2 separate regions of the Zea mays genome follow, and region 1 is linked to region 2. The links are chromatin contacts, called in public Hi-C maps. All regions are on one chromosome and are shown on one strand. Each heading gives the region's core, a stretch centred on a gene start, on an enhancer-like site or on the middle of the called end of the contact. The rest is flanking DNA. Distances are from core to core; before and after follow the strand shown. Region 1 holds the start of LOC100276297. Region 2 holds the start of LOC100285968 (BRASSINOSTEROID INSENSITIVE 1-associated receptor kinase 1).

What was found. Hi-C and Micro-C count contacts between places; a contact is called where the count stands out from the background.
Region 1: a Hi-C map of tassel shows a contact between it and region 2, with 5 times the contacts expected there. The contact joins the promoter of LOC100276297 here to the promoter of LOC100285968 in region 2. A contact is called at or near these places in 2 of 25 Hi-C or Micro-C datasets (ear and tassel).

Annotation. Positions count from the first base shown.
Region 1 is chr5:150,452,293-150,459,907 of Zm-B73-REFERENCE-NAM-5.0, reverse strand. It overlaps LOC100276297, which reads left to right and starts at 4,919. Exons shown (of 7, transcript NM_001150121.2): 1 at 4,919-5,119; 2 at 5,243-5,338; 3 at 5,910-6,092; 4 at 6,876-7,046; 5 at 7,129-7,338. The coding sequence starts at 5,026.
Region 2 is chr5:149,652,933-149,659,736 of Zm-B73-REFERENCE-NAM-5.0, reverse strand. LOC100285968 (BRASSINOSTEROID INSENSITIVE 1-associated receptor kinase 1) reads right to left here and starts at 1,293. Exons shown (of 11, transcript NM_001158857.2): 1 at 1,050-1,293; 2 at 800-932; 3 at 616-687. The coding sequence starts at 1,176.

The DNA of each region.
Region 1 (7,615 bases), core at 3,670-6,169, 800 kb before region 2:
CGAATCCAGGGAGAACTCAAGAATCTCCTGGAAGGCGCTGCGGCCCGGCGGGCCGAGAGCACTGCCTCCCGAAGGCAAGGTTATCCCTCGGAACCTCATGTCGCGACTTCCCGATTCATGCGGGAAGCCTCGGTCTACACCGGGCGCACGCGCAACACCGCGCCTGCGGCCCCGGGCCACCTCGGCAACGAGCACCATCGACGCGACCGTCGGTCTCACCTCGACGAAAGGGTGCGCCGAGGCTACCACCCCAGGCGTGGGGGGCACTACGACAGCGGGGAGGATCGGAGTCCCTCGCCCGAACCACCCGGTCCGCAGGCCTTCAGTCGGGCCATCCGACGGGCGCCATTCCCGACCCGGTTCCGACCCCCGACTACTATCACGAAGTACTCGGGGGAAACGAGACCGGAACTGTGGCTCGCGGACTACCGCCTTGCCTGCCAACTGGGTGGAACGGACGACGACAACCTCATCATCCGTAACCTCCCCCTGTTCCTCTCCGACACTGCTCGCGCCTGGTTGGAGCACCTGCCTCCGGGGCAGATCTCCAACTGGGACGACTTGGTCCAAGCCTTCGCTGGCAATTTCCAGGGCACATACGTGCGCCCCGGGAATTCTTGGGACCTTCGAAGCTGCCGGCAACAGCCGGGGGAGCCGCTTCGGGACTACATCCGGCGATTCTCGAAGCAGCGCACCGAGCTGCCCAACATCACCGACTCGGATGTCATCGGCGCGTTCCTCGCCGGCACCACTTGCCGCGACCTGGTGAGCAAGCTGGGTCGCAAAACCCCCACCAGGGCGAGCGAGCTGATGGACATCGCCACCAAGTTCGCCTCTGGCCAGGAGGCGGTCGAGGCTATCTTCCGAAAGGACAAGCAGCCCCAGGGCCGCCCATCGGAAGAAGCTCCCGAGGCGTCTGCTCCGCGCGGCGCCAAGAAGAAAGGCAAGAAGAAGTCGCAATCGAAACGCGACGCCGCTGACGCAGACCTTGTCGCTGCCGCCGAGTATAAGAACCCTCGGAAGCCCCCCGGAGGTGCAAACCTCTTCGACAAGATGCTCAAGGAGCCGTGCCCCTACCATCAGGGGCCCGTCAAGCACACCCTCGAGGAGTGCGTTATGCTTCGGCGTCACTTCCACAGGGCCAGGCCACCCGCCGAGGGTGGCAGGGCCCGCGACGACGACAAGAACGAAGATCACCTAGCAGGAGAATTCCCCGAGGTCCGCGACTGCTTCATGATCTATGGAGGGCATGCGGCGAATACCTCGGCTCGGCACCGCAAGCAAGAGCGCCGGGAGGTCTGCTCGGTGAAGGTGGCGGCGCCAGTCTACCTAGACTGGTCCGACAAGCCCATCACTTTCGACCAGGCCGACCACCCCGATCATGTGCCGAGCCCGGGGAAATACCCGCTCGTCGTCGACCCCGTCGTCGGCGATGTCAGGCTCACCAAGGTCCTGATGGATGGGGGCAGCTGCCTCAACATCATCTACGCCGAGACCCTCAAGCTCCTGCGCGTCGATCTGTCCTCCGTCCGAGCAGGCGCTGCGCCCTTCCACGGGATCATCCCTGGGAAGCGCGTCCAGCCCCTCGGGCGACTCGACCTCCCCGTCTGCTTCGGGACACCCTCCAACTTCCGAAGGGAGACCCTCCAACATGGCGCACTCCCCCCCTCCTCCTTGCGGAAAGGCGACGTAGGGGCGTATGTAAAAAGTCGAGTCTGTCCCTGATCGCCCTCTCGCACTGTGCAGAGGCTCGGGGGCTGTTCTCGCAAAAACCGGCTCCGGCCAAATCGTTGACAGCGTCAACATACCAGCCCGAGAGCTTGGACCCCGACCGTGCACCCGGGCTACGGCCAGTTCGCATGAGGGAACGACCAGACCAGCCGAAGCATTGCGCGAGGTATTAAGACCTCGAAGGAGTGTAACCACTCCTCCGAGGCCTCGGGGGCTACACCCGGCGGGTGCGCTCGCGCGCACCCACCGGAACGAAATGCAACCGAGAAAGGCTGGTCCCCTTGCAAAAAAGTGCGACAAAAGCCTCCAAGCGAGTGCTAACACTCCCTTCGAGGCTCGGGGGCTACTGTCGGGGACCATAATTAGGGGTACCCTCAAGACGCCTAATTCTCAGCTGGTAACCCCCATCAGCATAAAGCTGCAAAGGCCTGATGGGTACGATTAAGTCAGGGATCAGTCCACACGAGTGACTCGATCACGCTTCACCCAAGCCTAGCCTCGGCCAAGGGCAGCCGACCTCGAGAGACTTCCGTCTCGCCCGAGGCCCCCTTTTTATGGCGGACACATCACCGGCTCGCCCGAGGCCTTGGCTTCGCTCAGAAGCAACCCTGACCAAATCGCCACACCGACTGACCAAATTGCAGGGGCATTTAACGCAAAGGTGGCCTGACACCTTCATCCTGACACGCGCCCCCGGCAGAGCCGAAGTGACCGCCGTCACTCCACCGCTCCACTGGCCAGTCTGACAGAAGGACAGCGCCGCCTGCGCCACTCCGACCGCAGTGCCACTCGACAGAGTGAGTCTGACAGGCAGTCAGGCCTTGCCAAAGGCGCCACGGCGAACTCCGCTCCGCCCGACCCCAGGGCTCGGACTCGGGCTAAGACCCAGAAGACGGCGAACTCCGCTCCGCCCGACCCCAGGGCTCGGACTCGGGCTAAGACCCAGAAGACGGCGAACTCCGCTCCGCCCGACCCTAGGGCTCGGACTCGGGCTAAGACCCGGAAGACGGCGAACTCCGCTCCGCCCGACCCCAGGGCTCGGACTCGGGCTAAGACCCGAAAGACGGTGAACTCCGCTCCGCCCGACCCCAGGGCTCGGACTCGGGCTAAGACCCGGAAGACGACGAAACTCCGCTTCGTCCGACCCCAGGGCTCGGACTCGGGCTAAGACCCGGAAGACGACGAAACTCCGCCTCGCCCGACCCCAGGGCTCGGACTCCGCCCTGGCCTCGGCCGAACGACTTCCGCCTCGCCCGACCCCATGGCTCGGGCTCGGCCACGGCAACGGAAGGCAGACTCAGCCTCGGCTTCGGAGGAACCCCCACGTCGCCCTGCCTAGGGCACAGACCGCCACGTCAACAGGAAGCGCTATCATCATCCTACCCCGAATCGACTCGGGTCACGGAGAACAAGACCGGCGTCCCATCCGGCCAGCTCCGCCGGAGGGGCAATGATGGCGCTCCACAAGCTCTATGACGACGGCGGCCCCCAGCTCTCTTACGGAAGCAGGACGACGTCAGTAGGGACTCGACCGCTCCAACAGCTGTCCCTCCACCAGGCTCCGCCGCACCTCCGACAGCCACGACATCGCGCCAGCAGGGTGCCCAGATCTCTCCGGCTGCCACATTGGCATGTACCTAGGGCGCTAGCTCTCCCTCCGCTAGACACGTAGCACTCTGCTACACCCCCCATTGTACACCTGGATCCTCTCCTTACGACTATAAAAGGGAGGACCAGGGCCTTCTTAGAGAAGGTTGGCCGCGCGGGACCGAGGACGGGACAGGCGCTCTCTTGGGGCCGCTCGCTTCCCTCACCCGCGTGGACGCTTGTAACCCCCCTACTGCAAGCGCACCCGACCTGGGCGCGGGACGAACACGAAGGCCGCGGGACTTCCACCTCTCTCACGCTCGACTCCGGCCACCTCGCCTCTCCCCCCTTCGCGCTCGCCCACGCGCTCGACCCATCTGGGCTGGGGCACGCAGCACACTCACTCGTCGGCTTAGGGACCCCCCCTGTCTCGAAACGCCGACAGTTAGATTATGATCTAATCATGTATCACATTTAACACTTAAACCCTTTCACCACCAAGTCATGTAGATTTATAGAAAACCCTCTAACAAACCACAATCATGTCTACAATTAGATCATGATCTAACAGACCAAGAGACTCGCTTGCACGTTTTCACATAAGGTCTGATTGCATATTAGTTGTTGTCGATATCTAGAGACAGAGGGAAGTATCTAGAGACGAAGGGAGCAGAGGAACGAGATGAGTCGTCCAATAAGGACCGGACAGTCTGAATTTTTTTGAGCGACGTGGATAGCCTGGTCACGAGCGTTTTGGACCTGCTTTAATATATATATGAAATCTAATTATAATAATTTAACTAACTCAAATAAACACTAATGACAAAGTATGGCCGTTGCCATAAATGTGGCTCGAGTTCCACATGCCAGAGGGAACATAGGTTAAAGTCGGAGTGGATCTGAATATTTATTCGGATGTTAAATTTTTTATTTTTTTTAACAATAGGATATAGAATATGCTATCTAAACTTCAATAGTTCTTAAAAAATAGCTTGCTAAAATCATATTTAGCAAGTTGCTAAATAGCTACTGGGAGTAAAAATAGTTTGATCTTTAATAGTTACTCATATTTAGGGAGTAGTTTGATTTTGAATCTAGCTTTGGTTGGCCTGCCCCCATCGGACCTTGCTGCTGGCAAGGTCGAGAGTAGAGGATGACGAGGGCAGAGAAGAAAAGGTCAGTCGACACGACGTGTGAAAGAGCGGTGCTCTGGTGGTGCAATCTATGGGACAGTAGTGGTATGACGATAAAGGAAAAAAATTGTGTCACACGTATTTGACCTAGGTGTCTCGTGGGAAAGTGAAAAATAGAGCATGTCATATCTGACACCTCACTATATTGGAAAGAGAAAAAATAAGCACACGACTGTGAACTACTGAATTGCTAAACGTGAAGAGTAAATGATGTTGTACATTAAGTCTATTTAGAGAATTATTGGAGAAGTATTTTTATTACTTTTTAAATTTAAGATTTAGAGACCTCTTTAGAAAACTATTAGAAAAAAATGTATTTGAAGTCGGCCGCTGAATCGGCGCTGCGGGTCTGACGTCTGCGGCGTACACGACACAAGACTTGTCAGTCGCACTCGCTGCACGATTCTGCGGAGCACAAGAGAATCGAGAACGTCACCAAGGCCGTCTGAAAGCGAAAAGGCCCTTTGCCTCTCGCTCTACCCCAAACCACAGCAGTCAGCAGCAGACCCTCGCCATGGGACTGAGATCCCCGCTCGTGCTCCTGCTGCTCCTCCTCTTCCTCGCCGCTACTTTCCGTCCCAGCGCGGCCGCTTTGGCCCCTCCAACAGGTTCGCTCGCTCGTCGCCGCCGCCCCTATCTTCCCCTGTTAAAATGCGGCCCGATAGGGGCGATTCGATCCCAAACCTCTGGACTGCCCGTACTAATACGTACTTCTGCCTTCTGTGCCGCAGGCAGCATCGTGAAGCAGCTGTCGTCGGTCGTCAGGTGGCCGCGGGCCGCCCCCTCGACGCACGGGCCCAAACAGCCCGGCCACCCCCAGTACGCCGGTGAGTCGCCGTCGCTCCCTAATACGTCTGCGGAATATCTCGCGCGACAAGAGGGGACCTGATTTTGTTGCTCAAAGCGATTGCTCCTGTAGGACGCACACGACTCCCGCTTCTCTTATAATTACAGATGATTGATGAACCCTATTCCACTCCACTAGCCACTAGTGTTCCCCGAGAAGAAAAAGATGAGTGAGGAATAATAGAAAGCACAACAAACGGGAAGATAATGGGAGTGGGGGTTAAACCATCTTCTCAATGGGGACGAGTTCAAACATCTTTACAATTTCTCACTGATAATTATTTCAGTATCGTTCTCCTTCACTTCAGCTGGCCCTGCATTGGTGAGATAACTTGCTAAACCACCAAAAAAATCATTGGCCAAACTAATCATTTGGAAGTTGGTCGTCCTGCTCTTAGAATTCTCTTAGCAGAGTTCAGAATTTCAGATCCAGCAGAGGCTCAGCTGATTTGTATTTTTGGCTCATTGTGGCCTAAGTGATCATACTTTACTGCAGCTGCTCATATCTGTGCTTTTGTTCTGTATCTTGCTCACGTTCGACTATTTTGGCAGATGGCCACGTGGGGGTAGCCCTGCAATTTGAGAGCGGCTACTTTGTAGAGACACTTGTTGAGGGTGACAAGCTTGGTGTCACGCCGCACACCGTTAGAGTATCTCCTGTTGAGGGCGGGGAGCTCCTTGCGGTCGACTCGGCACATAGCAACATTGTGCGGATAACCCCGCCACTTTCTGAGTGTATGTTCTCTTCCTGCCACCTCTGTCCCGTGGCTGCTTGCTTCTTTTTTTTTTTGGCATAACTCACAGTTACCATGATTATGATTTAGGAAGACTTGAAGAACAGACTGGCATTTTGAGCCAGCTTTGTTTGACATACTAGTGGTAATATCCATGCATGCAAATATTTCGTGATTGTGTTCTTCTCAAATACTAGGGTTACATTGTTCCTAGTGGTTGAATAACTGACCTTTCCAAGTGTAGTATCACTCTGTCCGTAACACTCCCTGTGCCTTCATTGTCCCTTAACTTGGTCATGGGTACAGCGATGGGATTGTTATCAGTTCATATAGTAATAGGTGAGAATGGCAGGACTAATTAAGAGGTGAGAGCTGTCTCGTGGATTCGAAGCAGCCTCTCCGCATTTGTGGGGGAAGGCTTGCCTCGGTTTATCCCTTCCCTAGACCTCTGGCACTGGTCTACCTTTTTTTTATATAGTAATAGGTGGAGTTCTGGTCTCAGTTGATTTATACTATGCATATTTAGGGAAGGGTCATGGACAGAAAAAGAAAACTGAACTGAAACATGCATCAATGCTTAAAGAAGTATGATATAAATGCTGTAAAGATCAATGTTATCAAATCGTCTGATCAATCCTAGTCGCCATGGACCTATGAGCCTAACTAATCATAGTGCATAGCTGATCGCCATGGCACTGATCAGCCTGACTAATCATGATTAGCTGGACGACTTGATAACTAAACATAAGTCCAGCAGTGTGGATTGATAATAGGTCCTCTGCAGATAGCAGGGGAAGACTTGTTGCTGGTTCTTTCCAGGGCCATTCTGGTCATATAGATGGTAAACCAAGTGATGCCCGATTCAAGCGCCCCACAGGCGTTGCCGTGGATGATATGGGCAATGTTTATGTTGCTGATACAGCAAACTTGGCGATTCGAAAGATTGGAGAATCAGGTGATCAATAGTTAAATAGCTATACATTTCATGCAATAGTTGCGTTAGGTGTTAACAGTTGGTGAATGAAATTTCTGTTCAGGAGTGACCACCATAGCGGGTGGTAAATCGAATATCCCAGGATACAGGGATGGCCCCAGTGAAGATGCAAAGTTCTCTACAGATTTTGATGTGGTGTATGTGAAGAAAATGTGTTCTCTTCTGGTTATTGACCGTGGAAATGCAGCCCTTAGGAAGATTTCTCTTCCACAAGAAGACTGTACTTACCAGGATTCTGCACTCCTATCTTCAGGTCCATTCACTTTCACTTGTTTCTATTTGCTGTACAGTACATATAAATGTTTCTGGTAAGGAAAGGTAACTATCCAACTCGTCAATTGTCATGTTCTTTAGATGATGAGGTCCTTGAAGAAAAGCTCATGCCGATATGGTTAGTTGTAAAACAGAAGTAAAAATATGTCAAGTGTTGTGCTTACACCTTTTCATGGTCCTGTACTGAATCATTATCCATGATATATAAACATAGGGGGTGGACAGGAAGAATAGTGAATCCTTTGGTACTTTGTATT
Region 2 (6,804 bases), core at 44-2,543:
CTGATGGAAACTCTAGCCATCCTGACATTGTCAAATGTCAATGGCAAGAAAGTGGGTTCTATTTGCTTCCGTGTGATTAGAACTGGGGGCACCCAAACCTGCCTTTTTGGCAATAAAAAGTTATAAAAAGAAGAGCTTTCAATAAAGGCTGTGATTTTTGGTTTCTATGGACCATGGTCTCTTATAAGAGTATTGTAGACTATCATATTTTGCTAAGTTGTCCTGACTCTGGAAGATTGATGGTCTAGGCTTATAAGTGGTACGCGGACCATCTGTAGGATTTTCATTCAAATTAATGACAAACCAAGAGTGTTATTGCAATGTTCCTTCACTGCTCTGCAAGACTGCAAGTGACATGGTGGCAACACATCTATCACGGTTGGACTAGACTAAATGGGAGCTGGGCCAACTGAACAGACCAAACATCGCCATTCATCTTCCCTAGTGTTATTGACAATCCCATTCTTGAACCAGTTCAAATAGAATGCATATGCATGTCTGTTTTACGGTTTTGTGAACGTGAGGCAAGCGATGTTACTGTGGTGAAGTTATAGGAATGAAACAAACAAGAGGCAACCGTAATGGAAAGGTGGGTTGTCACCCTGAAACGCTCACATTGTCTGGAGGTGGCTGAGGCTCCCGATGCTCGGCGACAGCGTCCCGGACAGGCCGTTGTTGGCCATCTGGCTGCAGCTCCGGTGCGAAACGAAACGAGACAAAACACTGTCATTGACCCGCAACAAACAGCCACGGATGGGAATAAGGGGCCGGGATCAGAGACGGTAGAGAGCTCACTCACAGCGAGACGACGAACTTGTCCGGGGAGCAGGCGACCATGGACCAGGTGCAGGGGTCGACGGAGTTGATGTCCCAGAGGGCCATGACCCCCCTCTCGTCCCGCAGCCGGCTCTTAACCGCCATGAGCGCCGCCACTGCACGGGCACAACCGCACAAGCGAAGCAAAACCGCGCCAAGAACAGCATCAGAAACCCCAAGTCACCAAACCCTAACTTTCCACACGGAAACCCCAGTCACGGCACGCGGCGCACCTTCGTAGTTGAGCCCCTTGGGCGAAAGCGGCGGATCCCCGGCCTCCACACCAGCAGAAGCAGCAGCGGCTAGCATCCACGCCGCGACGGCTGCGGCGAGGCGAGCGAGCCGCGGTGTGGACGCCATAGTGAGCGGGGGAGGGGAGACTGGGGAAGCGAAGTGTAGCGCGAGCGGGGGCGGCGGCGAGGGCGTGGGTAGTGGTGGTGGTGGCCATGGTATATTACCCGGCTGGGGGCGTAGCGTATCGAGCCGAGCGCAGTGAGCCAGTGATGGACACCGCTGCGTAGATTAGCGAGTTGATTTTAATTAAGGCGCGCGGATGGAGTAGATTACGTTAATTAAGAGGCAGGGCAGGCGGGTGATTAAGGAGCGAGAAGTGGAGACGGGTGGCTGCCGAGGACAGGTGGGGAATTGTGCCCAGTGTTTGGCGTCCGGCCTCGATTCCCCTTCTTTCTTGTCGCCGCGGTTTTGTTTTGTTTCTGCTGGGACAAGTGTACAGAAGAGAAGACTGGGAAGGAGTAGAAAAAAGAGAGATTCCTCGAGGTGGATGGAAATTTGGGAAGAGTTGGGCAGGGAATTGGCGCTTCCGGTCTGCCAATTACGCCAACTGCTCTCCTTGACCGCTTTTGTTGTTTTTGTTTGTCTGCTCGTTAGAGCAAATCCAATACTTATATAAATTTGAGTTCTCTAGACCAAATATTTAAGAAGTTGCTAAATAATTTTAGGAGTACAAAATTGTGAGTTCTCCGTGTGTGTATATATATAGTGCCTGTTTGTTTCAGCTTCTGCCAGCTTCTGGCCACCAAAAGCTGTTGCAGACTGCCAAACGCTCAGCTTTTCAGCCAGCTTTTATAAAATTCGTTAGGGCAAAAACCATCTAAAATCAACATAAACACATAATCGGTTGAGTCGTTGTAATAGTAGGAATCCGTCACTTTCTAGATCCTGAGCTCTATGAACAACTTTATCTTCCTCCACACGTAATCGTAATGATACTCAGATTCTCCCTACAGCCAGATTCTCCCCACAGCCAGATTTTCAGAAAAGCTGGTCAGAAAAAAGCTGAACCAAACAGCCCCATAGTAGTTTTATTTTGTATCTATCTACATAAAAAAAACAATAAGTCAAATGTCAACAATCACCTTCATTACCTATATAACGCAGTCAATATTTTTTGTTTAGTGAGTTGCTAAATGGTTGTCAAATGTAGAGAGAAAATAAGATTAGATGAGAAGTTGCTAAATTTAGAAAGTTCATTTAGAGAACTGTTGGAGAGAAGTTTTTTTGTTAACTATCTAAATTATTAACTTAGGAAGTCTTTTAGAGAACCACTGGAGTTACTCTTACTTGGTGTTTTTCTTTCCTCACTAATGCTATGGCCAGCCGATGGTACATCTGTCCATATAAAACACTATTTTACACTATAAACTATATTATAAAACACTGGAGTCACTTCTTGATGCTTCAAATTTGTACCTAGTTTCCCTCCTGTATATGTGTTGCATATCTTGAGTATTAGGGGGAGAAGATAGTGATTTTTGGTTATGCATATCCCTGCTTCAAGCCCTGATTGAATCCTGGTTGACATCATGCTTCTGTTCTAATTGTGAGATTTTGTTTAGTAATTTTGGTGTTGTAGTCAAAGGGGGAGAAGTAATGCATTAAAGCTTACCTGCTTGAGAGGAAAGCTTATCTTAAGGGGAGAAGTGGCTTGTTTGTAAAGAGCATAAAGCTTGTCCTTGTGATGAGGATAAGCTCCCTTTGTCTAAAGGGGAGGTTCCTTAAGTGTCTTTAATCTTAAAGGGATAATGCATTCTAGATGTTTATATGGTGTATAATGCTTATCATGCTTTAATGTTGTGCAAAGCTTTGATAATGTGTGAAATGCTTCATTATTATGCAAATCTTTAATATTGTGTAATGTATGCATATTCATGCCATGAGCATCACAGATATTTTTATGACACTATGCACCCCACAGATTCTATGGTATAGAAATGGTTTACACTTTAGCCTAAATATGTGCAAATTGGCATCTAAGGCCAAAGTTGATATTTTTTTTTGTTAAAGCACATATCTAGGAGGCACATTCTATACCATATGATCCAAAATTGTGCTTTACTTCCATCATTTGTAAGCTTTAATAGTGTTGTCATCAATCATCAAAAAGGGGGAGATTGAAAGTCCCTTGTGGGTTATGGTGTTTGGATGACAACACTATTAAAGGAATAGCCTAGGGTGTTAAGTGTTGAATAGGAACTTAGTGAAAAGATTATAAGGTTCAACACAGGTGGTCATGTGATATTCCATATAAGTTGTCTAAATATGGATTATGGATATCACAAGTGAAGTTGAAGGATGGACATTGCAAAGTTGGGATTCAATGTACATGACTTGGAGACAACTTGTTGAACCAAGGACAAAAGCAAGAAGGACTTCAAGTTGATGGGAGCAAGGGAGAAGGTTAAGAGGATCGAGGTACCTAAAGCTAAGGTGAAGAAGAGGTTCTTGCAAAGGTCAAGGTTAGTCAAGTTGAGAAAATACATGTTGCATTGAAGACCACAACATAAGGACGTGACTTGAAACCATAAGGAGTAACTAACATGATTTGGATGGTTCAGGTCATAAGGCTCAAAATCCTAGCTCAAGTGAAGACCATGGCCACAAGGTCAAGAGTATCAAAGTCAGAGTGTGGAAAAGTTCTTGATGACCATTGGAAGGTGATGGAACTCAAGAAATGACAGAAGAAATTAGGTCAAGTGATTTGATATTTTGGAGTCCAACATTCAGCTCAAACGAGACAAAAGGGTAAAACTTGTTAAAGGTGAGCTTCGACAAGTTCATAGGTTTGATCATGTTTGTAATACCCTTATAAATATTTCTAAGCATTTGGATAGGATAGAAACCTTATATGTTGCAACATTGCTTTTGGTGCTAGTTTGAGCGGAAACAGGAAAGCAATGGAGAAAAGGAGTTAAAGGTGTGTACCCATGACTTAGTCCATTAGATTAAACTCTAATAATGTTTGTCTAAGCCATAGGAAATTCCTCATGGTCGACCAAGTTGAATGAAAAAGACTTGGTGAAGAAAGGATTTCATTTTAGGTAGTCTAGGCGCATCAAACCTTCTACATGACTCGGCCTGGTGTGCACCAGACTGGTTTACTAGATGTGCCAGAAGAGGTCTTAGTGACCAAACGCACCGGACCTTGGGTCCATGTGCACTAGATCACCTATAGGGAAAAGGCCAGTCTCGGCCTTAGAGTTAAAAATCATCGGACCATGGTCCGGTGGTGCACCAAACCTTAAGGTCCAATGGCTACCAGAGAGAGCAATGACCGGCTAACGGCTAGCTGACATGGCCCCTGGTCTGGTGGCACACCATAATAGTCTGGTGCTAGCTCAAGAAGGAAGGTCTCCAATTGGATCCTAGAGACGACTGTACTGTTGGAGGTCCGGTGGTGCACCGAATCGGTCCGATGCACCCGCGGACAAAGGATTTCCCATTTTATGTGCAATGGTTATTTGGGGCTTGGGGGCTATAAAAGAAACCCTCCATGCCCCCAACCAGTACACAATAGTCGCAAGCAAGTGGCATACAAGTGTATTCTTATATCCTAGCTCTCTCTTGTGCGTTATTTGATAGATTAAGTGATTAGAGTGTGTTCTAGTTATAGAGACAGGTGTGTGTGCAATAGTGCTACTGTGAGAAAGAGCTAGAGTGATCTTGAGCAAGTGTTCGTTTTGCATTCATCTACCAGAGAGCTACCAAGAGTTGTGGTTAGCCTTAGAATTGTTGTAATGCAACCATCGAGATATAGTGGAAGTCTCGGTTTATCACTGTTGGTCACTTGTTCTCAAATGTTGTGAATCAAGAACAAGGCAACACAATTGTTGATTGTTATGGATCTTTGTCTTTCAAAGCATTATCTCCACATAGGTATAATGCTCATCAGACGAAGGTCAAGAAAGACATACCTTCATCATTTTATATGTAAACAGAAATGCAAAAGGATGAAAATAGTAACAATCTCATTAATTCATTCATATTTGCACTCCATTAAACATGTACGAATATTAACAGAATACATATCACATTGATACCTTCGGCTTGCTCGAAGGTGAAGACGCGAGAGAGTGATTACAATTCAGCGTGAACAGTACGGTGCTACTGTTAATCTATTTATAGGCACGGGACGCAACCTTAGTAAAAGTATATTTATGTTCCCAATATTCACATATGATCATAATATAAGTTATTGAGGACTAAGTAGTCTTTTCCTCTTTCGGTCAGCATCATCATTATACTTCATCTCTGTTGTGAGCCGAAGCTGTCCATCTGGTGATAGCTTCGGCGTTTACTCTTATCCTCTTTAGATCTATCTTCATCTTGTGTGCCTTCGTCATGAGGAAGAGGCTTGCATCCAGAAGACGAAGCTTCCTGTAATAGCTTATGCTGAAAGCAAATGGTTAATTATGTTTTTGAGGACCTTCAGAAGGAGAAGGCCTCCAACAGTAGCCCCTCGCAGTATTGATTTGTTTTATTGTAACAAATTTAGACTGCTACGAGAATGAAGACCTTTAGCTGAAGGTTCGAAAAAACACTTTCCCTTCGCTAGAATAGCGAATCATTCTGACCCGTGAGGCCCACCGAGCTGTGGAGGCTCTGGGTGTATATATAGAGACCTATGTCGTGAGTATTTTTCGTGCTATCTAGCTGTTTGTATTGTGTGTGTTATTTTAACTTTCTTTGCTTTCTCGAGCTCGATTGACTTTTGAGCTTTGGCATCTGCCCAACCATCGTCTGAATGGCTAAGAAGAAGAAGATCACTGACCCCGCACTAACTAGGTTTTACGAAGTTATGGAGAAGACCAACATAGAGAAAATCACCAATGAGATGCTGGCTGGGTTATCTGGGAACTCCAACGATAGTGAGAGTTTTGACGTAGAGAGTGAAAATGAAGATGTCGAAGACCGACCATGGAGGCCGAGCCATGTTGTTTTTGGAAGGTCAACTGTTAAACAAAGTCAGATCGAAGCGATGAAAGGCATATACTTTCATGATATTTCTATTGTGAGGGCCAGGGGGAGAATACCGTTCCTCTTCCTGAAGCTGATGAGGTGGTGGTTTTCAGAAGTTTCATGAAAGCTGGACTTCGGTTCCCACTGCCTAAGATGTCGGTATAAGTTTTGAAGACTTTTGAAATATATCTTCATCAACTGACCCGAAGCTCTTATTAGAGTAGGGGTTTTTATTTGGGCCATGAGAAGCCAAGGACTAGATCCAGATGCAAGATGCTTTTGCAATATTCATGAGTTATCTTATCATATGAAAGCGACTCGGAAAGAGCAATACCACAACAACTTTGGCTGCTATAGCTTCGTGCCCCGCTCTAAGGGCAGTTATCCTGTGCCTACATTTCAGAAAAAATGGCCAGGCTCTTGGATGCATGAATGGTTTTACGTGAGGAATGACTTGAGTCAGAGGGAGGATGTGAAAGGGATTATTCAATGCCCTATATGGTCTCGCTTTGGCATTAGGAGGCCACTCATTGCACTTGGGAATGGTGTGCAAGCATGCCAGACGACTTTCAACACAGTGTGCACCTATATTGGCACAAGATACTTGGTTCAAGAGCACATTGCCTACAGAGTATGGCCACTTGCAAGTGAATGGGAAATGTCAAAGGAGGCTGCCGCTGGCTCCAGCCAAGATGACCTGGTCTATCTCAAGTATACCTTCCGATACAGAAG